Regions from separate parts of the Mus musculus genome. Here all the other regions are linked to region 1. Evidence: chromatin contacts called from public HiChIP or PLAC-seq and promoter capture Hi-C data. All regions are on one chromosome and are shown on one strand. The core of a region is the stretch at or near the end of the contact, and the rest is flanking DNA. Distances in the headings are between cores, read along the strand shown.

Region 1 (3,296 bases), core at 456-2,955:
CAATCCCTTCTCTGGGGGTTGGGGGTTTAGAAGAGGGGAGATTTCTGAGAAATCAAGGCCAATGTGGTTTTCTGTAGTGAGTTCCAGGCCAGCGGGAACTACAAAAGTAGCTCCTGTCTTGAAGCCTTCAAAAGTAACTTAAAACTATAACCTTTCTTCTGTAAAGGGTCCCCATTGTGAGGTGGTCATGTCTGTGCAGAAATGTGCATATTTACAAAGCCAAGGGAGTGAGATTAGCTCTAGTGCAAGCCCAGTGAGCATCCTTGCTTTTATTTATTTATTTATTTATTTATTTATTTATTTATTTATTTATTTATTCTATGTAAGTACACCATAGCTGTCTTCAGACACCCCAGAAGAGGGAGTCAGATCTCACTACGGATGGTTGTAAGCCACCATGTGGTTGCTGGGATTTGAACTCAGGACCTTCGGAAGAGCAGTCGGGTGCTCTTACCCGCTGAGCCATCTCATCAGCCTGCATCCTTGCTTTTTCTTCCAGGAGTACTCGTATCTCAGACCATTCTGCAACTCACTGTGTAGCTAAGGATGATCTGGACCAACAAATTCTCTGCTGTTCATGTCCCTCCTCCTGTGATGACAGAGTTGTCCCACCATACTCCCACACCCGCTGTCATAAATTTTCTCCTGCTCCAACTGATGGTCTCAGGATGCTGGGAAGTAGGATGGGAGAAGTGGTGGGCTCTGGTGTTTTATGAACTACGTGTACCTGTTGGTGTCAGTGGAACTTCTGTGTCTGCGTCACCCTGCATTTATCTGCCGCACACAGGCTCCTCCTAAATGATTGATCAAGCAAACAAGTGAGCAAATCGATTAAGGTTGGGAAATTTCTTGTATGCAAAACAGCTTGCCTGCCTTTTTCCTTATTTATATATCTCTTATCCTCATAACTTTGCCAACACAGTTTATGGCCCCATTTGCCAGGGCAGGAACGTGGAGGCGCAGAGTGGAGCAGGTCTTCTGCATTATTCAAATAGTTCATTTTGATTATAGAAGTCATTCTCTGGAAACCAGATCTAATTACCATCCGTCCACTCATTCATCCATCTGTCAAAAGCTTCATTGACCGTCTATTGCGTAGTACAACGATCATAGTACAACAAATACTTTAGATAACAACAAAAAAGGCTGAGCTCTTTCTGGAAGACCAGCTCCGTGGCTGGACTGTGGGTACCAAAAGGGCAGGGTTTCAGCACCACCTTTAAGGAATGTCGGTGCCTCACTCAAAGTGGCTTGAGAAGACATGGGTACCAAGAAGTTGGGGTGCGGGCTGGGAAGATCCAGGGCTAAGAGCCGGCATGGTTCCGCTAAAAAAAAAAAAAAAAAAAAAAAAAAACCTTGGCATGGAGACTTTCCACGCAGGTGCAGAAAACCCAAGACTCAGCTTAATATCTTGCTGGGGATGGGGATTGGGGCTGGGGGGCATGAGGATGGTGTGGATAATTTGAGGGAGGGGGTGTGGCTCAGGAAGCTACGTAAAAATGAAGGCGTGGCTCAACCAAATCACTCCTCTCCTATTTGCTTCCGCCTCCCGGGGCGTGGCCTAAAGGCCCTTTTCCGAAGGGCGGGCCGAAGCCGGTGTTCCCTACCGCTCGAAGTCGTGGCTTAGGGCGGGCTCTCCAATCTCCCGGCTGCAACTGGCTGCCTTGCTCAGGAGGTATGGCCCAACCAGACTTCCATCCCCAGTGTGGTCACTTCCTGTGGAGTTTCCCCAGCCCAAGGAGGAGGGGGAAGAGGACGAGAGGGAGGCGAGCGGTCGTTCGGGGTTAGGTTGGGGGGTGTCGGTCCGTTCAGGGCGGGTGATGACTCACGGCCCATCCCATCTTCCCGACGCCGCCCGCCCACGCAGTGCTAGCTCCATGGCTTAACGGAGGAGGCAGCGGCAAACAGGGGGAGGGGGACTCTTATTTTGTTAGGGGGACCGGGCCAAGGCCCGACCGGCCTGGCAGGGCTCGCCCGGAGCCGGGCGTCATGTCTCATGCAGCCGAGCCAGCTCGGGACGCCGTAGAGGCCAGCGCGGAGGGCCCTCGAGCCGTGTTCCTGCTATTGGAAGAGCGCAGGCCAGCTGAGTCGGCCCAGCTGCTCAGGTGCGGGGCCACCTCTGGGGCCGGGAGTGACAACTGAGGTTCCCCGGGGACTCATCTCAGGACACGGGGGGTCCTCGACTGGGGTTGGAGACTCTTGGCCTAGGCTTGAAGGACGTCGGAGTGCCCATCTTGGGTGGGCGCCTCAGAAATCTGGTACTGATCTGCTTGGATAGACGCTTACAGGAGTAGTGGGAGTGCGTGAGGAGGGCAGAGTCATATTTGGGGGGGTGTCTTTGCTGGGTCTAGCGGGGCAGATCGTGGAGTATACAGAAACTGGTTTGCTGTAGTTGAACTTGGAAACTGATTAAAAGCTGAATTGGGGATTGTTGACTCGGTCGCGGAGGGATGAATGTGAGGGCATACATACTGTCAGGTGAGGCACTGATTTTAAGGAAATCCTGGGGTTTCCCCCCTCCCCCTTTTAGTGTGTGTGGGGGGAAAATTCAGGGAGGCAGAGGTGTTATTTGGGGCACCTAGTGATTCCCAGTAGCCGGTGCTGTGTTTTTGGGAATAGCACGAGTCTAAAGGAGTTAGGGGGAGGTCTCCGATCTGCCGGGAGTGTGTGTGAATAATTGAGCGAAGCAACTTGCTGGGCCCAATCGGTTCACTGTTGCTACCCCGCTCAGCTGGCGTCTGTACAGAAAGGCCGAGATAGTGGAAACCCCTCTTGTCTTATCCAATGGGTGATAAAATGTGATGCGGCAGGGCACACTGGAAAGATACAGTTCACTTTTTAGGCGTGGGGGGTTGGGGGGAGGCCTAGAGCCTTATATGGAAGCCCAGAGGAGGGTCTTGTTTCTGTTGCCACTCGCCCTAGCCTTGCAGCCAAGCCGGCCCTGCCCACTCCCTACCCACACACCCCCTCTTCCTTTTATTTCGCCCTCCCAGCCGGTCTCTCAGTTCCCGGGTGTAATCTTGAATCAGTCTCTAGAGCTGGAGTGAGTACCGATTGCACCATTCCCGTCTGGGTGGGTCCTCAGTCTCTCCTTTTCGGCTCCTCTCACCTCCATCAGCCTTGCTTTGAAGCTCCAGGCCTTCCTTGTCCATAGCCCTGCCCTCTCCAGCCCCCACCTTTTTCAACTTAACGTGCAGTGGTGTGTGTGAGTATGGGAGGGGGGCTGCCTCCTCTCTGCCTGGGATTGTGCTGAACTCAGCTACTCTCGGAGCTTCCTCTTCCCGACTTCCTGGGTG
Region 2 (3,296 bases), core at 299-2,798, 490 kb after region 1:
ACTTAGCCCCCAGATTAGGCACCTTTGAAGAGTTGGAATTCCTCATCCAGTTGCAGGAGCTTGAAAGCGCTTCGGGCCCGCCAGCCATTCTCCTTGGCCAGGCGGTAGTAGACATCCCGTTTATCCTTAGATGTCCGTCCCATCTCAGTCTGCTGGCAGACAGTGTGTGCTGATGCTGTCCTGCGCAGGTCAAAGAAAACAAAGTACAGCTAACTGAGTTCATGGGTCCCACACGACAGTCAGCTCATTCAACACATGGAACCCGAAGCCCAGGACCTTATCATGAACTCTCAGGCCCTTTTTCTGATCACATTTAGGTCCCCATCTCTGAGGGACATCACAGACTCCACAGTTAACTGACAGAGGACCCACTACTGACTCTGCTCTCTTCCAACTACTGTCACGGACACACTACACAAGTAATCTCTCTCGCAACCATTTTCTCTGCCCATTTCATCTCTATCAACACCTGACCGTCTCTAGTTATTTCCATTATCTTTAGAGTCACAGAACCCTACTACTCCCTCCATTAAGTCCTTGCTTTTCACACCTATTACCCGACACAACCTCATTCCATCTCCCATAGCCTAATCTCTCTCTCTCTCTCTCCACTCTGCAGTCCACCAATTCCATCATAGATTAAGCTTCCAGTCATTAGTTACTACCACCTTAATCCCCACTAATGCCTGGAGGACCATGACCTGTTAGGGCTCCATTACACCAATTTACCAGCTCCATTAACTCAGCCCTCCAACCAACCTCTCAAAGATCACACGAGTGGCCTTTGGGATCCTTTGCATCAATACAAAGATTACCTCTGTCACTCATATAGCTTCTATTTTGTCTTTCGTCACTGACCCCATTAGTTTAGCACTCTGCCTACGCACCTGTTATTCTCTCCAGAACCTCACCAATACGATTACTATGTAAACTGCCAAATAGCCACCACTTTTATTATTAGCCTTCATTAATTTTCCAGCAGACACAGCACCACGAGTGTAATACCTTCAAGACCCATCTTTTAGTAACATCCCTAAGACCATCTGCAGAGCCTCAAAGACCATCAGCCCATCAGAACCGCCAAATACCCTTCAAGTCGGCCCAGCAGATAGCAGATCAGTTGTGTAGCTCTATGCTGCACCCCGTTCGAGTTCACCTAACAATCTAGTTCCCTGCTCTAGGCAAGCTTCTCGGGGCTTGACTGAACTATGCAGCTGCAGTACCGAGAGTGAATCCCCTCATCCCGAGTTGGAGACAGGGCAGGCATGCCTCCAGTCTCGGTCCCTTTCAAGTCATCAGTGCCCTAGGACCTACCTCAGCTCTTGGATACAGAGCGTGGCTGTTCACCAGCCTCGAGAACAGTTTGCAAACTGAAAATTACAGACTCCAGTTGGTGTTCGGAGTGGACCCGAAGGCCTGTCGTACACGCCTAGAGGTTGTCGCCACGCGGTAAAGTTTGCTTTGTAAAACAGTTCAGTTCCACGGAGATCCAGACCGGAGCACAACGTATGACGTTAGTCTCGTCATCTTGTGTCGACATATCCCGGTCACAGGAACTTCAGTTCCCAGAATGCAACTGACATCGTCTGGCCAATAGTTTTGCAAGGCTTGTGAACCGGCTCTTTGTTCTTTGTTTCAAGGCCAGGGTCCTATAGCTGCGATCCGGAGCAAGATCCTGAGTTCTCGGCTAGTCTGGCTACACGGAGAGACCTTGACGTGGGAAACTTCCACCCCTCCCCCATCGCCCGCTCACTCAGACAAGATAACTTACTTGGCCGCCTTTTCCCTTTTACATCGGGACGGTTATTTAACCTATGTACTACATTTCCCAAAATTCAGCGGGCACGACCACGCCCATTTTTCTTTAAGTCTGGAGGGAAAGGAAATTACGCAAAGGGGGTGGAGCGTGACCACGCGAAGTGAAAAGTCTGTTGCGAAAGCAAGCTAACCTGGAGGCTACGGCGAGCAATTTTGAATTTTACTACCGGGAAGCTACCGCATACGATTTGCAATTTTGAATCCTACTTCTACCGGTTGACTGAAGTGCTTTCAATTTTGCCACCTTAGAACTTTAGTTTCCTCATCTGAAAAGAAGGGATAATCACCTATCTAGAATTCACGGTGTTAATCGGATGCACATCCTTTTCTAATTGTATATTTTCCAAATACTTTTTAATACATTTTAACCACCACCACTGCCCTCACCGCCTCCACCCGCACCACTGAAAAGCATGTCTACGGATTTGCGAGACGCACTGAGTAGAGGCTCTTGCCGCCAAATCTGACCACCCAAGTTCGATTCCCCATACACAAGGTCATGGATGGAAGAAGACTGATTCCTGCAAGTTGTCCTTTGATCCCCAACATGCGCACTTGTCACGCGCCCCCTCCCCCAAATAAATAAATAAATAAATAAATAAATAAATAAATAAACGGACGAACGAACGAATGAATAAATACATGTATGAATGAATAAAAGTTTTGTATTTTTTGTTTTTCCTTTTTCCTTCCTTCTCTCTCTTTCTTTCTTTCTTTCTTTCTTTCTTTCTTTCTTTCTTTCTTTCTTCCTTTCTTCCTTTCTTCCTTTCTTCCTTTCTTCCTTTCTTCCTTCCTTCCTTCCTTCCTTCCTTCCTTCCTTCCTTCCTTTCTTTCTTTCTTTTTGTTTTTTGTTTTTTGTTTTTTCGAGACAGGGTTTCTCTGTATAGCCCTGGCTGTCCTGGAACTCACTCTGTAGATCAGGCTGGCTTCGAACTCAGAGATCTGCCTGTCTTTGCCTCCCAAGTGCTGGGATTAAAGGCGTGCACCACCACTGCCCGGCGAATAAAAGTTTAAAGCATATATGCATGTATGAATATGTATATGTTCTTTAAAAATTCATTTTCTGAAGTGCTGAATTCAAATCCCAACAACCACTGAGCCATCTCTCCAGCCCCTATGTATGTGTTCTTGTGTGTGTGCTCATGTCATGACCTAGTGCATGAAACACAATAATTGAAAGTATTTACTGTGTATTAGGCACTATTCTAGTGCTCTCAGCAATGCGCTGGTAAATGGTTAACTGGCTTCTGGCAGGGTAGGGGATTGGGCCTGTTTGTAGCATTTGTTAGTTTCCATGGTTTACATATTATCTATCATCTGGTCAGATTTTAAGTCACCCATGTGTAGTCTAAACACAGGTGCAGCAGGACATCATTATGTATTAATTCGACCATACAAAAAGAGAAATGGCTTCAAGAACATAGGAAATGAATGCGATATAGTCAGATAACTGGGAAGTGATACATTTTGAGTATCTA
Region 3 (3,296 bases), core at 389-2,888, 440 kb after region 1:
TTTTCAGTAGCTTTGACATGTCCCAAAATAATAAAGCTGGGGGGGGGGGAAAGAAAGCACCCACTTAAGATGAAGAGGAAAGAGTTGATTAGAGAACGTTTGATTTTCACAAATGCCTGTATCCTAGAGGAATCCTGGGGATTTCAGAACTTTCCCATTTGGATATTGACTTTGCTATAACTGCAGGAACATTATAGAATCAAAGAATCCAGAAATTTCACAATGTCCTGATTATAGACATTCATAATGTCACATTTTTGGAAGTCCAGCATGTGAAAATGTCAACTTGGCAGACTCTTCATACCTAGTAACTAGGACGCTTTGGGATAGGATACTTGTAACAGCAGCATTCCAGGATCTGATTGGAACACCTTGGAACACAGACAGTTCCGGATCCCACCGTCTCAGAGTGCAGGAATGCTGAAGGTCATGTCTTGGTTTAACAGGATGTGGCTTGCCATGGTGTGGCTTGAGGTGGCTGTATGTAAAGGATGTGTTGTGGTGGAATTGGGGCTTAGCTTAATGGGATATGATGGGGCTGGACCTGTAGGGACCTGCTTTGGCATTGCAGGACGTTGCATGGTAAGATGTGGTGGGGTAAGGTGTAGTTTGATATCCATGAATGTCACAGATAAGATAAAATCTGTTGTGGTGGAACACAGTTTGGTAGGCACTTACCCAGCCTCCAAAGGAGGCGGCAGGCGAAGCAGATGGTAAGAAGCAGCCAGATCTGGTCAAGGCCCTGTTGGACAGTAGGCAGGAGACAGCCCTGCAGTAGCTGCTGGAAAAATTCCTGGCGGCTGAAGGTGGCCATTGTGGACCCACACAGATGGATGGACAGATGGAGCTGCCAAAGGGAGGACACAGAGGGAGTGAGATGTCCGTGGTGCTGTCCACAATCAAGGTTGGGATTTGAGCACTCAGGACTTCAGCTTGGGGCTGCCAACCCCCCAGGGTGCTATTGGAAGGCTTTGGGGGAGGATATGAATATCAGGTACATCGGGCTGAGCCACCAACTGTGATATCAGCGGGTGTTCTGGATGCCCTGTGACCCGCAGGGAATGAAGGACCTTGTGTATCTAGAATGTTGTTAACAGTCTTGTTCAATGATGATAAAAATGATATGCATTCTAGACCTATATATCAAATGGGGCGGAAGAAGTGGGCTCCTTCGTTTCCAAGGTAGTCACTCAATGTGGAGTGCAGAAAGGGGGAGTCTGTGACACTTAGGGGCCGTGTGCATCTCTCCTTGTATGGATGTATCTTCCGCGAGCTTCATCTCACCCTACTCAGCAAAAAGCCGGCAACAAAGCCTTGCCCTGGTCGAGGGACTGCAGGAAAGTGGAAGTGCCGGCAGGGAACATAGCAGGGAGGGAGTCCTATAGGTGATGCGGACTAGGTCCCAGGACAAGGGGTATAGATCCGCGCCCCGCAGGCCAGCTTAAGGATGGGAACGTGGGAACCGCGCGCACACTACTGGAGACCTACCTGGCAGAAAGGAAGCCGTGGTCCTGGGGGCCGGGGACGCGCACCGCTGCCACTGTCGCCACCTCCTCCTGGCAGCCTCCCCCGCAGGCCGCAAGGCCGGGACCAGCAGTGGCTCCCAGGGCGGCGCGGCCGAGCGGGCCCTTTAAATCCCGGGGCGGGCTAGCAGCTGAGTTCCTCCAATCCGAAAGCGGGAGCGGGGCGGGGACCAGGAGGAGTGAGCCCGAGCATCGCGAGGAGGAGGAGCAGGATTGAGGGGCGCGGGGCGCTGGAGCACGTCGGCGCACAGAAGGTTCACCGGTACCTTTTTCAGGCCACTTGCCATTCCAGCTCAGGAACGTTCGGGGCGCAAGAATTTCCCAACTTCCAAGAAAACACTTCCTAATGATTATTTTATAAACCTTGAGAATCAGAATGGAAAAGATAGGGAGGGAGGGGGCTAGCCCCTTTTCTGCCAAATGCTCGCCCCAATAGTCCCTCTTGCATTCATACTGGCGTGACCCTTGTCACAGCTGGAAAAAAAAGCCATTGTTTCTCCTTTTCTATCTCTTAAGGAATCTGAAGGAATTTCCAAGTGTTCTTTAGCCCCAGGGAACAGATCGAAGCTTTTGTCCGTAATGACTGTGTCACCTAGGAACACTCACTAAGTGCCTTATCGACCCCCTAAGGGTTAGTAGTCGGCATTTGGTTTATCATTAACTGAATTTGTTTGCTTAATTCCTCAATAGAATGGGCCCTGTAAAGAAACTAGAAGGAGGCTAAGAACACGCGCAAAAAAAGAAATAAAAAAGAAAAAAACCAAAAAAAACCAACCAAACAAACAAACAAAAATCCCAGGATCTGATAAAGATCTGTCTGTATTGGTTTCTGTGTATCAACAAAAGGGTTTGTGCAGCACTATTCTCTACTGAACCTGAGATACAGTCTTGGGCATTCAATTCTATTCTTAGGCTGATGAAACCTTCAACTCCCAAGAAGAGCCCATTTCCCCTAAGGCGCACTTATAGGGCATTAAGGGGGCTTAGCTCCAAATGTGAATGTGAACGGAGAAACACACCCAGGTCAATCTTGACCTCATTCTGACCCCAGGAGCTAAGGAAAACAGGTTCTAATAAGATTAATGCTTGGCTGTATGGAGTTAAGGAAGTTGTGCCCATTCACTCTGGGCGGTGTCCCTTTCTGTTAAACAAAAGGGCGGGATTAGCAATTCTTGGTTAAGAGAAACTGCCTGTTTCTGTCCCTGCTGTCTGAAGATGCAACCCATGGCCTCCTTGTGCTTTCTAGGTAAATGCTCAGTCGCTGAGCTTTTTAACATGTATTCAAATGGAGTAAATTAATAGTCACGTTTACAAATGAAAAAAAATATTTAACACCATGGGTATGTATATATGCATACATACATAAATATTTACATCAGCTAACATTTATGCACAAATACAACGTCCTTTCCTCTAAAGTAATGCAAGGCTGGATGTCTCAGTGCTTAAGAGTACTTGCTACTCTTGCAGAGGACCTAGATTCCCAGAGCTTACATGGTGGCTCACAACTATCTGTAACTCCTAAGTACCCTTGTGCTATGTATTCATACATAAAAGAAATCGAAATAACAGTAGAATACAGCTGGTATGGCTGCACCTGCCTCTAGTCTCATCACTGAGAAGGCAGAGGCAAACTCTGTGAGTTTGAGGCCAACCTGGTTCACATATTGAGTTTCAGGCTTTTCAGGGCTATGTAGTGAGACCCTGTCTCAAAAAAGAAAGAACTCAAAAAAGAAAGACAGAGAGAGAGAGACAGAGAGAGAAGAGAGAGAG
Region 4 (3,296 bases), core at 409-2,908, 440 kb before region 1:
TTCAGTCTCAAAACAATAGTTTCCAGTTATATGACAGGAGTTAGAAAGCAAAGGAAAAATTAACGGGTGTGATTACCAGTTTGGGAGGGGGTGTCTTAGTTTGGTTTGGAAGTTTCATATATTAAGCACCCAGTACATTTAAACAAGTTTTTTAATAATTTATTTCCCTCATTGGGCATAAAAGCTAATTTGTATTTTTTTCCAGAAAGGCCCTCACCTTTTTGTCCTGAGGTGAATTCCTACTTCCATTGATTTTTACATAACCAACGTGTGCAACTCTGAAGTGGGAAAGCTAAAGCCCAAACGCTTAAGGCTAATACTAGTTGGAGAATAGTGTTGGCCCTCTTTAATGACCTCTTTTTCTTTAAAGAACAAAAAGGGTTCGTGTGTGCGCCAGTCCTCAAAACTCCAACAAAGACTGGGCTTTGGATGAGGAGAGGCTCCTGAAATCCAAGAAAAAGAGAGCTTAAACTCTAAGGATGAATTCACCAGGGAAAAGTGCTCCAATGAGTTTACCTGGAACATGGCTCAGTTTAAGTCGACTCCCCATCCCCCTCCTATTTTACTGTTAAGAAGTACTTACTGATCAGCACGTCGTGGAACAAGGGGAAATTTAACAGCTCTGAAATTCAACCCGGGAAATTACTAATACATTTATGAAGTATGTGTAAAGGGGAGTCTCACTGGTTTTTAATGCTTCACCTTCTGGCTTTCCCCTCATTTACTCGGCGCAGCTTCCACTGACGTTATCACAGGGCCACCCGTCCAACTTCAGTCAACTGATTTGTTCTGAAACGTTCATAAAGGTAAAAAGCACGTCAAAGTTAAGCTAAAGCTAAAGCTTTCTTTCCATTACTTGGAAAGGAGCTGGAGCGCGGGGCTCCAACCTCTGGAAGCAGCAGCTTAAGCGCATTGGGCGGCAAAGGGCGAAAACGCACACCAACTTCTTCGCCCAGACCGTCTGGACTGCACTTCGCTAAGAAGCCCTAGAAACCTGTGGCGGGTCCAAAGCAGGAGCAAGCCGAACCTGGCCTCGGCTGCGCTTTCCCAGCGAACGCCGCCCCAGCCCTGTCCTCTGGAGAAGCGACGCGGGCAGCCAAGCTCCCCGCTTTCAAAGCTGGGTGGGCTTGGCGCCGCTTGGCAAGGAAACTTCGATCGGCAGCCTGGGGACCCTGCTCCCCAGAACAGGGCTGGGCTGCCGAGGAGATGCCGCCCCGCTCTGGCAGGAACCAGGCTGTCCACCACCTCCTTCAGTGGCGGCCGGGCAGAGGGAACGCCAGCTCCGGGGACCGCGGTGGCAGGCGAGCGTTCTTCCCTGCTCGCCGTACCGGGGGGCTCCTCGGGTGGGCCGGCGGCCGGTGAGCCGGGAAGGACCTGTTGGGGAAGGGAAGCCCATTTGCCTTTACCTGTCACCGAGGTCCGGCGCGGCGGAGCCCGTGTCCACCGGCGGTGGGCAGCGCGCTCAGTCGGCTCTGGCGTTCCACACGGCGAGTAGAGCTAGCGCCCCACGTAGCCGGCAGAGCTTCATTCACACAGCCCAGCCGGGAGGAGGGGGAGCGGAGCGGGAGCGAGGCTCATGTGACAGGCGCCTTGGAGTATTAGCTCTGCCAAGACGGCGTCTGCGCATGCGCGCCACGGAGGGCCCGCTCCAGGCACCTCGGGCCGGCCAGGGGGGAAAGCGCCACCGAGAAGCAGCAGCTGGGAGGAGCTTCGGCATGCGCAACCGCAATAGGGTAGTCGGGCTTGCAGCCATATTTAATGAGGACTGGGCGGATCCAACCCAAATGCGGGGCGTGTCAGTTGCATTTGGGGGAAAAAAAAAGCAATGCTCCCTTCGGTTTCATTGTTTGCAGATTGCCTACCTTGGTTTTGCTTTTGTCTTTAGAACAAACTGTTTATCCTGAGTATCTTGCCCACAGCGGACATCAGACCACAAATTTAAGCCTCCCTTATGCCAGGCATTGTTCTGGCTAATATACTTTATTCGTTTCATTTAATGCTCACAAGAACTCATGAAGAGTGTGTCATTATCCGTTTTCCCTCATAAAAATACAGAGGCTCAGAAAGGTTACATAGCTTTTCCAATCTCACACTGTAGTAGCAATAAGAATAGTGATCAAATACAGTAGTGCTTGCAGGGGCCAATTTAATCCAACACAGGGAAATCTATACTGCAGTTACTTATAGGTATTATTGCCAATTTAATCATTGTCAAGCGAAAACTCAAGGTGACATATACTTCTAATCCCGATTCTTTGAGGTTGAAGGCAGGAGAATCGATGCGAGGTCATCCTAGGCTATATTGTAAGTTTGAAGGCAGGATGCTGTCTCAAAAACAGACAAACAAAACACAAAATAAAGCTCAGATTCCAACTGAGGTCTCTCTGTCTCCAAAGCCATTCCGAATAATTAGAAGAACTATCCTATCCTTGTGAGGAATGAACAGGTTATACAAATGGAGTGCAGCTATTAATTTATTGCAAGAACTAAGATTGGAATCCACATCATCAACACAAGTAATCTACCTAGAAGCCAAGTATTCAAATTCAAAATCCACTGTAGTAAATAGTATTTTTTTTTCTTGCAACAGGGACTCACTATTTAGCCTTGGATGCCTGAAACTCACCATGTAAACTAAACTGGCCTTGGGATCACAGATACTCAGCTGCTTCTGCCTCCCAAGCGCTGGGATTGTAGACCTGTGCCACACCCGTAGACTTTTTTTTTCTTTGAGAAGTTTATACAAGTATACAATAAACTATAATCTTATACGCTTCCATTTGCTCCCTCCAATTCTCCCCAAGAAATCCATATTTCCCCCAACACCTCCCCTCATAATTTCAAATTTCTTGTGTTAGTAACCCAATAAATCCAGTTAGTGCTGCCCATATTTGCAAGAGTGTGGGACCATTCGACAGACCAGGAAAAACCTACCAGAGGTCACACCCTCAAAGAAGAGCAATTCTCTCTCCCCAGGTGGGAAGCTATCAACTACCAATGGAATCTCAGTAAGAAATAGAGTCTGGATATCACCTCTCCCATCTCTGTAGGAATGTTGGTGGCTTGGTCTTGTTCAGGAGTCAGTGACCTTGTGGACAAAGGACAGTCTTTTACAGCACTCCTGTGCATCCTCCAGCTCCTGCATTCTTTCAATCTCCTCTTCTAAGATGGCCCTTAGGCCTAATTGGGGGTGGGGGTAGGGTTGAGAATTCTGTCATTTAGACTTCGGGCTGAGCACTCAGTCTCTTCTCAGAACTTTGGCCAGTTGTGAGTTTCTGTGTTTCATGGCAAAAAGA
Region 5 (3,296 bases), core at 440-2,939, 410 kb after region 1:
GCAACACGTCCAGCGAGGTGATCTGAGGATCCACCGCAAAAGAGCGGAACTCAGGGGACAAGAAGCTCTCACATTTCTGTGGAAAGAGGACAGGGGGAGGCCATGAGGGGGCACATCACCGTGTGGAAAGGGTGGGTAAGGTAAAGAGTGGCAGAAGGCAGGAGTCGAAGACAGGGGAGGGACCAGGTTTTAGGTGAGATGTTCTTGGTTTTTGTTCTGGGCGAGGGGAAGTCACAGGAAGTCTCTGCGCAGAGAAAAGATGATATGTCCTTTGAATTTACAGGGTCCATGTTTGCTCTGCCAAAGCAGACTGGCAGGAACGAAGGCTAATGCAGTAGTCCAGGTGTCCAGTCCTTCCAGAGTCCCTTAAATATGGTTGCCAGAATCACCATGTCCAGCTTGACACAATCAAATCAGTGACTCCCCCCCACCCCCCATAGTGCAAATCTCCCTGTAACACTGTTTGTTGCTCAGATCCTTCTTCAACAGCAAACCTAGGTGCTGGAGCTAGCCCTCCCTCCACTCTGAGATGTATTTATGGCTCTACTGGTATCAAACTGTTGAGAGTTCCTTTGAGTACATGCTTTCCAGACTTCTGTGTGCTGACCTCTCTCAGAGTGAACATCCTTCCCACTTCATCTGGCTTACTAAAACCTTTGCCTTAGAGCGCTAACACCCCAAAAGTGATCTCTGGCACTCCAGTCTGAGCCACCGGTCACTGCTTGCAGGTATCACAACGGGTTCCTTCCTCAGAGTGTGTTATATGTCACAAGCTGTCCTATGTGCCCTTCTCCCTCCTGATTGTCTATTACTTTTGCCCCCAGGCTTCCTTCTCCAACAATATGGGAACCTACAGGAACATACCACACTCATCTAGGTGTTCCCTCTACCTAGAACTCTTCTCCCATCCTAAATGCATATGCTAACATTTTGTTATTATTATTATTATCCAGGTCTCTGTGACTTGAGTCCTCTTTAGGGGATTTTCCTATACAGCTTTGGGTAAAGTAACTCCCTAGAGATCCTAACCTTTCCTATCACTTTCTCCTGATATTCACCAATGTTCAAAATATCTCATTTAATTGTTTTTGTCCCCCTCCCACAAGCACGTGGGCTCAGGGGTGGGACATGGACAAAAGTGAACTCTCAATAGCTATTTGTTGACTGACTTTAGGACTATCCCTTCTGACAGCGACAGCACCTCCTTCCTTCCTCTGGACTCCAGAGGCCCCTCCGGTAACCCTACAACCCACCTCTCTACCCGTAGGCTCCACCCATCCACTCCATTGGCCCTGTCTCCTCTACAGTTCCACACCCAACGACAAGTCCCCAAAACCCACGCCTTCATTCTATCAATTCCGCTCTCCAGCCTCGCCCCCAGTCTCCAAGTCACGCCCCAAATTTCAGGTCTGATGCTCTATCCTAGGACAGTTACGGTCTTTTCGTCCACTGGGCGCCCAAGCAGGCTAGCCTCACCTTGACTCGGACCCGTACCACCTCACGCTCCTCCTCCTCAACCGCCGCGGCCGCCTGGGCACCTCCGACGGGCGGGGGCGCTGCCGAGCACGCCGAGTCCGAGGCCGCGGAGGTGGTTGCCATCCCGCCGCTGTCGTCTCTGTCCAGGTGATAACCGATAGTTACCCGTACCCTAACGTACACCCAACAGTGCGGGCGCCCGCGGCCCCACCTTGCACCAGAGCGCAGGCGCAGAGGTGCTGTAGGACCCTGCCCCTCCCACCTGGCTTGGGCTGGAGGTCGCATCTGAGCATGCGCCTAGAGTGCTCTTGCCTGGAACCCCGCCTCCCAGAGTGGAGAATTTTACTTTTTACTGCCTGTGTGTAAGTGCCTGTCCAGGTCCTGCCTGGCCCGGTCCGTGGCGCCGTTGTTTTGGCAGTTTACTTCCGGATTCATGAACCGCCGCGTTAAACGGACGAGCTTGAGAGAGACAAGAGGGAGGCAAGGAGGCCACAGCGTGCTGACATAAACGTTCCAGAACCGGCTTTGAATTGCCACGTGCCTTTGGTGACAGATGATGTCATCGGTTTCAAATACTTCCCTTCGAATTAATATCCTGAAGGGGGAAAATAGTACTCTAAAGATTTTTTTGTTTAGTTTTTTTCCTTTCTTCCTTTCTTCCTTTCTTTCTAAACAGAATCTCACTAATTTCCCAGAGATAATTTGAACTTCAGTTTTTTTTTTAACCTCAGACTTCCAAGAACTTCCAGGTGTGTGCCACCTTCTCCATGCCCACCTCCCAATCTCTTAATTTACACTTATATTCAAGGATAAAGTTTTACACACGTCTAAATCCTTGTTTATACTTCCTTAAGTAATTTACCAAAAAACAAACATTGTATGCTTTCTGAAGGTCCTACTTCTTTCCTAAACTTTTTTTCCAGGTTTTTTTGTTGTTGTTATTTTTTGTGACATTTTCATATAGTTCAGGCTAACCTTCAGACTCTGTCTCAAAAGTGCTGGACCTACATTGTCTTTGTTTTGTTTTGTTTTGTTTTGTTTTTTCGAGACAGGGTTTCTCTGTATAGCCCTGGCTGTCCTGGAACTCACTCTGTAGACCAGGCTGGCCTCGAACTCAGAAATCCACCTGCCTCTGCCTCCCAAGTGCTGGGACTAAAGGCGTGTGCCACCACTGCCCGACCCTACATTGTCTTTGTTTTACTTAATCATTACAGTTTGTTGAGGTCAGCCCTGTTATAAGCTCTATCTGGTTTATCTCATTGATAGAGCATATGTCTAGTATACAGGAGGTCCACAGCACTTCAGTCACAATAAAAATATGTGTTTGTTAAATATGAGTTAGATCGTTGAACACATCTTATGCTTTTTGTTTATTTATTTGCTTATTTGTTTGTTTTTTCAAGACAGGGTTTCTCTATGTAGCACTGGCTGTCCTGGAACTCTGAAGACCAAGTTGGCTTCAAACTCACAGATATCCTACTGTCTCTGTCTCCTGAGTGTGGGGATTAAAGGTGTGTGGCCACCCCAGCCCAGTGTCTTAAGCTCTTTGAGAAAAAAATGAGATAGGTTTTCACTATGAAGTTCTGGCTGACCTGAGACTCTCCATGTAGACTAAGCTGGCCTGGAACTCTCTTCCTCCAGACTGCTAAGATTAAAAATGGACATTACCACAGCCAGCGGGGGAGTTCAAATCTTTTTCTATATTTATTTACTTATTTATTTATTTAATGTATGTGAGTATAGTGTAGCTTCCTTCAGACACACCAGAAGACGGCATCAGATCCCATTACAGATGGTTGTGAGCCACCATGTGGTTGCTG
Region 6 (3,296 bases), core at 356-2,855, 380 kb after region 1:
CCAGCAGACTCACGAGGTCCTCTCCGGTCCTCTGCCAGGCCCACAGCTCTGCAGACTCTACTACCTAAGCCCAGAGCAGGTCAACCATCCACAGGTGGCTTCTCCGCCTCATGCAGGACCAGTCGTCGCCTCCCAGGCAGCCCGGCTCTGTCTGCCGCTGCCCTCCACCCCCTAGAACAGAAGGCAGTCATGCTCCTGTGAGTGGCCACGCTGCCCCTGGCAGACATAGAGGGAAAACAGAAAGAACGAAGAAAGTGGCAGACAGGGAGACGGCCCCTGTGCAGGCAGGAGGCCTCACCTCTCCATTCATAGCTCTCATCGCATCTGAGGCATGCTCTGGGTTTGTGAAGGTGATGAAGCCAAAACCCCGGGATCTTTGAGTCTCCCGGTCCTTGACAACAACCACTGGGGGAGGGGCAGAAAGACAAATGTTAGAACCCTAACATCTAAGTAGAAAGTAATAGCCAGGCACAGCCACAGATCAAATAGCACTTGGGAGAATTAGGACCCCGCCAACCCCCCCGCTCCTGTTTAAAAAAAAAAAAATCCTGTATCCAACTGAATTTATTTCAGCCTAACCGTTACCGTACAGACATGGAAGTTAAAGAGAATTTCAGGTTTTAGTTCTAGACTAGCTCTTCTCCACCAACCCTCAACCCCGGGGCTGGTCCATGGCTCACCCTCAGAGATAGGCCCAAAGCTGCTGAAGTGGTCTTCAAGTGCCTGTTCATCGGTGTTGAAGTTGAGCCCTCCTACGAAGAGTTTCCCTTCTTCAGACGACATGGCAGAAGGCAAGTCCTAAAGGGAGTGCACGAATTATTGGGGAGTCAATGTGGCAGGTAGTGAGGTGTACAATATCCGGATACAGAGAATTACAGCGAAGACAGAAAATGGGTTAAAAGAGACAATTCAAATGGCAAGAGGCTCGGGAGCAGAAAAGGCGGGAACCAGCAAGGCTGGGTGAGCCCATCCGCCATTTGATGACTCCTATCGCGCATGCCCACAACATCCCAGGCTGCCACGCCCGTCATTTTGTACGGTCGCGCAGGCCTACAGCAGCATTGCATTTCCTCTTTCCCCGCAGAACAAGATGGCGGCGGTCACGTGGGAAGGGACAGCCGGTACAGGTTGGCGCGTGGTCCCCGCCGCCGCCCGAGCCCGTGCCTTCCGGCATTTCTCCCGTTCCGATGCAGCACGCCCGCCTCACAATGAATACATTTTTGCCTTCGAGCCTGGGACTAACCCTCCTCAAAGCTCAAGCCCACATATCAGCGGCCACAACTCTTCCTGCCCTCGTCCCTCGCCCATAGAGGGCAAGGAAGTGAGGTGGGGAACGAGCGCTGAGCAAGGCGAAGGCGCTTACCTGGAAATTAAAAGTCAGAGGACGGCAGAGACGACGAGCTCGAAGGAACCGGGAGAACAGAGAGACTGCGGCGCGGGAAGACGCCTGATAAAGCGTGCGTAGCCGAGACGTCACACAACGTCCCCCAGCGCGCCCTGGCGTGCGTGCTCATTGGTTGAGGCCAGCGGGGGGGGGGGGTTGGGAAGAGGACGAGGAAGGCGGAGGCAGCAATTTGCCTCGCCGCTTCCGGGAATCGAGAGGAGCTTTATGAGTTCAGTGCGTTCTCCTATAAGCATCTCCTTTCTGCCCGAGAGACTGGCCCCCTTTCCATCTCAAACGGTTGGATCCATAGAGCCTTTTCCTCCCTGACGTCATTTTCAGTGTTTTTGACGTCATCTCTCCCTTTCCATAGGAAGTCCTAACTGACAGTAGGTCGGTGCCAGCGAACTGCCGTCCTCAGAAACCAATCTTTTCTTTTTAGACCTTTAACTGCATATCCCTTAAGGCCCCGAGGCCTTCAGAGTTCTTCCTGTCAAACCTTACATTTCCGAATGCTTAGCCCCTCCTCCTAACATATAGCTGTGTGTTAGCGGACTCCTTCCCTTGGTGTCATCCTCTGACTTAAGTTTGCATCCTTATCTGACAGTCTCTTTACGCCTGATAATGCGTTCAGCAAGCCAGGTAGCCTAGCTTCAAAGGATGCAAATCTCAATCCACTAAACGAATTTTACTCTCTATTCGGGATACTGGGTCTTGATCGAAAGGATGAACTTTTGCAGTACATAATGAAATCCATAGCAAGTAGTGTCTAAGTCCACTGCCTGACGATGTGATCTTTCCCAGCCTTCAGTGCCTAATAACTTGTTTGCCTCCAGGAACTCTACATTGTTGACTCCTAGAATAAATTTGTTCAACATTGTAAAGGCCTGCCTCCCACTCCTCCACCAACCCCACCACAAATCGATTTGCTACCCTTTGGATGCCATTCATCTGTAATTCCTGGTAAGCTTATTCCCACATTTCTCAGTGATTTTCATGGATTTTTATTAAATTTGTAAGTAGTTATCTTTAGTTGAATACTTTTTGTTGTTCTAATATTTCTCACCCTGTGGTCTGTCCCTCACTGTATGCTCAGGTCACCCTGGAACTCATAAAACTTTTGCCTCAGCCTCTTCAGTGCTGGGATCATCACCACAACCAGCGTGTCTGTACTTTTAAAGAAATCCTCCCTGCCCAGGTCCCAAAGATACTCTTCTGCAGCTTATTACGTTAGCTGTATACTTTTGCTTTTAGTTTAAGGTCCTCAGTCCTTCTATAGGGTTCAGCTCAGTGGCAGAGTGCCTTCCTAGTATGTGCAAGTCCCTTGGCTTATATCCCAACAAAGAGAGAGAGCTGTGTCTGCTTTTACTGTGCCATTGAACCAGATGCCTCATCACCATCTATCAGAAAACTGAGGCAGGGTTGTGAATTGGAGCTTTAACAAGTTCCAGGCTAACTTTAGCTAGCCTATGGTGAGACCCCGTATTCAAATAAGCAAACAAAAATTGGATGATTTTTGAAATTGCATTTAATGTAGAGTTGAGAATAACGTCATATTACGTGAGGGTTTAAGGTATGTGCACACTGATACTGTTCCCATTAAGATCTGGCACTTTAGTTGGGTATGATAACTTAGACCAGAAATCCTAGCACTTGGGGAGCCTGGAGCAGTAGGTTCTTGCATTTAAGGCCAGCCTGGGCTACCTAATTAGTTACACCCATCTGCCAAACTCCCAAGAAAAACGCCAGACAAAAGAATTGGAGCCTAGTTCTCTTGCCCCTTGAGTATGGACTGGACTTAGGGGAGCAATTATAATGTGCAAAATAATTGAAGCACAAGTCAGAGTGTGTCGTGACTGGGTCGCTGAAAGGCACTTTGGTTTTCTGTTCTCTCATGCAGGCTGAGCTTTCTGTG
Region 7 (3,296 bases), core at 306-2,805, 390 kb before region 1:
TTACAGTGGTTGGGGTTGCTGGCCACCTTGCCAACATCGTCACCTTTGCAGTGCCTATGCAGGACATCTAGCGCAGCGATGAGGAACTCGTGGGCATCCTGCTGCCTGTACCCTGCTAGATGACGAGCGTGTATCCACACCAGGTGCAGTAACTTATAGGGCACATGAGGAGATGGGTTTCCAGAATACAGCTCCCGAAAGAGCGACGACATCTCACAGACCAGACACAACTCAGGGCTGGGCATTTCACACCGGTGCCTGTCAGAGAGAAAGAAATCTCTCAGTATTGGAGTGTGGGTCAAGGCCTGGACAATGCAGTTCATAAAACACGTGTTGCCAAGATTAATTAGTCCTCGTAAGCCGATGGTAAAGCTGGAGGCGATCCTTCTTCTCCGTGGGTTGTGCCCCAGAAGTTCTAGTTCAGGTTTGGTCGTTTCCCAGGTGGGATATTTCTCCCCAAGTCCCGGCACTGAACACTGTTGCTGAGAAACCTCTGTCGAGGTGGACGCTTGTAATTTCAAGGCTTCTCCTTGCTCTTCTTTGGCAATTTGCTCAATGTCTATGTCATACACATAGTCTTTACACATGAAGCAGTATATGCCTCCATAATAAAGATCTACCGCTAAGTTGTGCTGTTTTGTCTCAGCGTGCTCGTGGATGTGTTTCTCTGTGAAGCAGCCAAAGAAGACGCAGGAAAGGCAAGAGTGGAGTCTGTTTAAATGGGTGCCACACACATGGCAGACGCACGACTTTGCCTTGCTTTTCCTGGTCTCTGGGGTTCCACACCACACGAAGCACTGGTAGATAACCCGCAATTCCTGCCTCCAGTTCTCTCCCACCTTAAAGCTGTTCACGTGGGAACAACCTGGTGGCCCCACAGCAAAATCCACATCCAGGCATCCGCCCCCAGGACCACGCCGGGGCCGGGGCCGGGGTGGGGGCCGTGGCCTAGGCTGCGGCGGGGTACGAAGCCTAGTCTGGGGCCGGGGCCGGGGTCGGCGGCGCGGGGCACGACTGCGACGCGGAGAGGGATCAGGGGGCCGCGGAGGGTCGGAGGGAAGGGTGGGGGGAGGAACCTCGTCGCCGCTGCCGCCAACACCGCTCTGCGCTGGGTTCTCATCCTTCGGCTCCTTCTCGGGCTGCCTCTCAGGCTCAGGCTCAGGCTCAGGCTCAGGCTCAGGCTCAGGCTCCTGTAAGGGCTCGGGTTCGGGCTCCGGCTCGGGCTCCGGCTTCTGTTCGGGTTCCGGCTCCGGCTGGGGCTCGGGCTCGGGCTCCGGCTCGGGCTCTGGCTGGGGCTCCGGCTCGGGCTCCCGCTCCGGCTCCGGCTCGGGCTCCCGCTCGGGCTCCCGCTCGGGCTCCGGCTCGGGCTCCGGCTCGGGCTCCTGCTCCAGCTCCAGCTTGAGCTCAGCCCCGCGGCCCGGACCCTCCGCGATCTCCACCTTCCCGGTGGCGTCCACCTTCCCTGCTGTCTCCACCTTCCCGGTGGCGTCCACCTTCCCGGCCGCCTCCACCTTCCCCTCCACCTTCTCCGCCTCCACCTTCCTCTATGCCTTCTCTCCCGTCTCCGCCGTCTCCGCCTCCTCCAGCCTCCTCCGCCTCCACTGGCTGCGACTCCTCCCCCTGCTCGTGGGGCTCGGGCGGCCACTGGGCGTGGTGGCGCGGGGGCCACGCAGACCTGGGGTGTCCCCGTCCGGACTGAGGGAGCGCGGTGGTTGTGGCAGCTGGACCCAAAAGGGACTTTCACTGAAGGAGGCGGCAGCGGAAGCAGGCGACGCCCCCGGGAATGCTCCCGCCGAAGCCCCCTAGCGGAGGCCGCTTCTGCAGCCAGGCCCCGTTTCCTTTAATTCAATATTTCCCAAACTTGCTGGTTCACGACAATCACGTGGGGGAGCGTGTTAAAATTACAGATTCCTCGGCTCCACCCGCAGGCCTACTGAATCAGACTCTTGAAGGGAGGTACTCCGGAACCTGGATCTCTAACTAGGGCCGGAGAAACTGCTAGTGATCAGGCAAGTTTGGGAAACACAGCTCTAATTCATTGAGGCTGGCGGGAAGTGGGGCGGGGACCGCGCAGTCTCTTTAAGGCGCTTCCAGCTCTCCGCTCCAATCGCTGCTCTGACCCCCTAGGCGGTCTCCTCCCCTCTAGTACTGCCCTCAAGGGTGCAGCTTCCCCTAGCCTGTGGGGCGGGGGGCCCGAAGGGTTGTCTTGTCTAGAAACGTTTCTGAGGCCATAAAATATCCCTTCACAGTCTGGTACTTGAGAATAAAGGCGGGAGCTCCGACATCCATCATTCCAGCGGCTGAACCTGCCTCCAGCAGCTGAACGTACCCCCAACATGTCTCAGTCTCCCCCTCTAGGTCCAACTCCTGCTCTCCCAGAAACGATGAAGCTCAAACTTTACTGGGGACCAGCCTGAACCCCAGATCTAGAGGGACAACAGTGCTCCCAAGGCCGCTCCACCTGAAGGGACATGTCTCTTTGAGAAACTTATCAGCCCATCCTGTGCTGGCTCCTTGCCTCCCACTCAGGCTCCAAAGGCCCTGGGTGGGATGACTGGTTGACAGCTGGCCTCCAGATACAGCACTCCAGATACTGAGCAGCCTGTGGGCAGAAACAGTCACTCCAAGGCCAGCAGGGGAAACCAGACACTGCAAGGCTGTTCCTACAGGTTGCACCTCCCTTACGCTGCAAGGAACCCAAACTACAAAGTCTGAGACCCATAAGATTTAGCAGAGTCTTGGGTGGGCAGCACGTAGGAATAAAGCGGGTATCTTTGGAGCTGCCAGTGAGGAGAGAGTCTGGGGGCCTGCTGTATGAAAAGCAGCATCATAGAGCCCAGGAAGAATGAGTCCAGAACAAACAGCTCAGGTCTTGGGCAGAGTGGGGATGTCAGAAGCAGCTGCAACTGCTGCTTCTGGAGGGTGCAGCCAAAGGCAGGGATCAGCACGTGGGGAGAGAGTGAGCTAAGAAGAGTCCAGTGCCTCAGTGTGACAGCCGGCTGTACCTGGTGCACATGGATGGTCCTACTCTAGGGGGCTCTGCTGTCTACAAAGCATCCCTGGTCAGCATTGGAAATCAGCCTCCACCTGAGTCATGCTTCATAGAGGAAGCAAAGACATACTCCTTGGGGATTAGTCAGGGAGCTGGAGCCCTTATGGAGGCTGTGTGGTTCCTAGCTAGCCTAAGGCTACCTTAGTGCCTGCCTTCCCTAAGTCAGCTCTGTTTTCAATTCCTTGAAGTGTCCTTCCAACAAATGCCTGCCCTTTGTCACCTGCAACTAGAGGAAGTCCAACCA

What was found. Promoter capture Hi-C pulls out the DNA fragments that hold promoters and counts their contacts. HiChIP or PLAC-seq counts read pairs in DNA pulled down with a chosen protein or histone mark. Capture Hi-C pulls out chosen DNA fragments and counts their contacts.
Region 2: a contact with region 1 is called in a promoter capture Hi-C map of pre-B cells. The contact joins the promoter of Ftsj1 here to the promoter of Tfe3 in region 1. A contact is called at or near these places in 9 of 39 promoter capture datasets (the 3T3-L1 cell line, 3T3-L1-derived adipocytes, the C10 cell line and 5 more), 1 of 115 datasets of contacts at active chromatin or transcription factors (memory CD8 T cells) and 2 of 9 other capture datasets (adipose tissue and liver).
Region 3: a contact with region 1 is called in an RNA polymerase II HiChIP or PLAC-seq map of embryonic stem cells, with 7 read pairs. The contact joins the promoter of Porcn here to the promoter of Tfe3 in region 1. A contact is called at or near these places in 1 of 39 promoter capture datasets (cranial neural crest), 1 of 115 datasets of contacts at active chromatin or transcription factors (embryonic stem cells) and 1 of 9 other capture datasets (adipose tissue).
Region 4: a contact with region 1 is called in a promoter capture Hi-C map of stem cell-derived epiblast-like cells, with 4 times the contacts expected there. The contact joins the promoter of Clcn5 here to the promoter of Tfe3 in region 1. A contact is called at or near these places in 13 of 39 promoter capture datasets (the 3T3-L1 cell line, 3T3-L1-derived adipocytes, the C10 cell line and 8 more), 2 of 484 Hi-C or Micro-C datasets (CD4 T cells and cortical neurons), 6 of 115 datasets of contacts at active chromatin or transcription factors (T-cell acute lymphoblastic leukemia, embryonic midbrain, extraembryonic endoderm stem cells and 3 more) and 2 of 9 other capture datasets (adipose tissue and liver).
Region 5: a promoter capture Hi-C map of erythroid cells shows a contact between it and region 1, with 2.2 times the contacts expected there. The contact joins the promoter of Tbc1d25 here to the promoter of Tfe3 in region 1. A contact is called at or near these places in 1 of 39 promoter capture datasets (erythroid cells), 2 of 115 datasets of contacts at active chromatin or transcription factors (embryonic stem cells and extraembryonic endoderm stem cells) and 2 of 9 other capture datasets (adipose tissue and liver).
Region 6: a promoter capture Hi-C map of liver shows a contact between it and region 1. The contact joins the promoter of Rbm3 here to the promoter of Tfe3 in region 1. A contact is called at or near these places in 12 of 39 promoter capture datasets (the 3T3-L1 cell line, the C10 cell line, the HPC-7 cell line and 8 more), 1 of 484 Hi-C or Micro-C datasets (muscle stem cells), 7 of 115 datasets of contacts at active chromatin or transcription factors (cardiomyocytes, effector CD8 T cells, embryonic stem cells and 2 more) and 2 of 9 other capture datasets (adipose tissue and liver).
Region 7: a contact with region 1 is called in a promoter capture Hi-C map of adipose tissue, with 2.1 times the contacts expected there. The contact joins the promoter of Usp27x here to the promoter of Tfe3 in region 1. A contact is called at or near these places in 5 of 39 promoter capture datasets (cranial neural crest, frontonasal cranial neural crest, hippocampal neurons and 1 more) and 3 of 9 other capture datasets (adipose tissue, embryonic stem cells and liver).

Annotation. Positions count from the first base shown.
Region 1 is chrX:7,760,956-7,764,251 of GRCm38.p6, forward strand. Tfe3 (transcription factor E3) reads left to right here and starts at 1,706. Exons shown (of 10, transcript NM_172472.3): 1 at 1,706-2,105. The coding sequence starts at 1,990.
Region 2 is chrX:8,250,858-8,254,153 of GRCm38.p6, forward strand. Ftsj1 (FtsJ RNA methyltransferase homolog 1 (E. coli)) reads right to left here and starts at 1,549. Exons shown (of 13, transcript NM_001290430.1): 1 at 1,315-1,549; 2 at 23-180. The coding sequence starts at 143.
Region 3 is chrX:8,204,887-8,208,182 of GRCm38.p6, forward strand. It overlaps Porcn (porcupine O-acyltransferase), which reads right to left and starts at 1,639. Exons shown (of 15, transcript NM_023638.4): 1 at 1,489-1,639; 2 at 679-847. The coding sequence starts at 814. Gm33135 (a long non-coding RNA gene) reads left to right here and starts at 821. Exons shown (of 3, transcript XR_878043.1): 1 at 821-904.
Region 4 is chrX:7,317,700-7,320,995 of GRCm38.p6, forward strand. Clcn5 (chloride channel, voltage-sensitive 5) reads right to left here and starts at 1,659. Exons shown (of 14, transcript NM_001243762.1): 1 at 1,407-1,659.
Region 5 is chrX:8,174,235-8,177,530 of GRCm38.p6, forward strand. Tbc1d25 (TBC1 domain family, member 25) reads right to left here and starts at 1,690. Exons shown (of 6, transcript NM_172478.4): 1 at 1,477-1,690; 2 at 1-76. The coding sequence starts at 1,599.
Region 6 is chrX:8,144,275-8,147,570 of GRCm38.p6, forward strand. It overlaps Rbm3 (RNA binding motif (RNP1, RRM) protein 3), which reads right to left and starts at 1,606. Exons shown (of 7, transcript NM_001166410.2): 1 at 1,364-1,606; 2 at 681-798; 3 at 299-405. The coding sequence starts at 783. Rbm3os (RNA binding motif protein 3, opposite strand) reads left to right here and starts at 1,153. Exons shown (of 3, transcript NR_033561.1): 1 at 1,153-1,457; 2 at 2,218-2,344; 3 at 3,282-3,296.
Region 7 is chrX:7,374,275-7,377,570 of GRCm38.p6, forward strand. Usp27x (ubiquitin specific peptidase 27, X chromosome) reads right to left here and starts at 1,556. Exons shown (of 1, transcript NM_019461.4): 1 at 1-1,556. The coding sequence starts at 587. It overlaps Gm14379 (predicted gene 14379), which reads left to right and starts at 1,651. Exons shown (of 2, transcript NR_026741.1): 1 at 1,651-2,009; 2 at 2,250-3,296.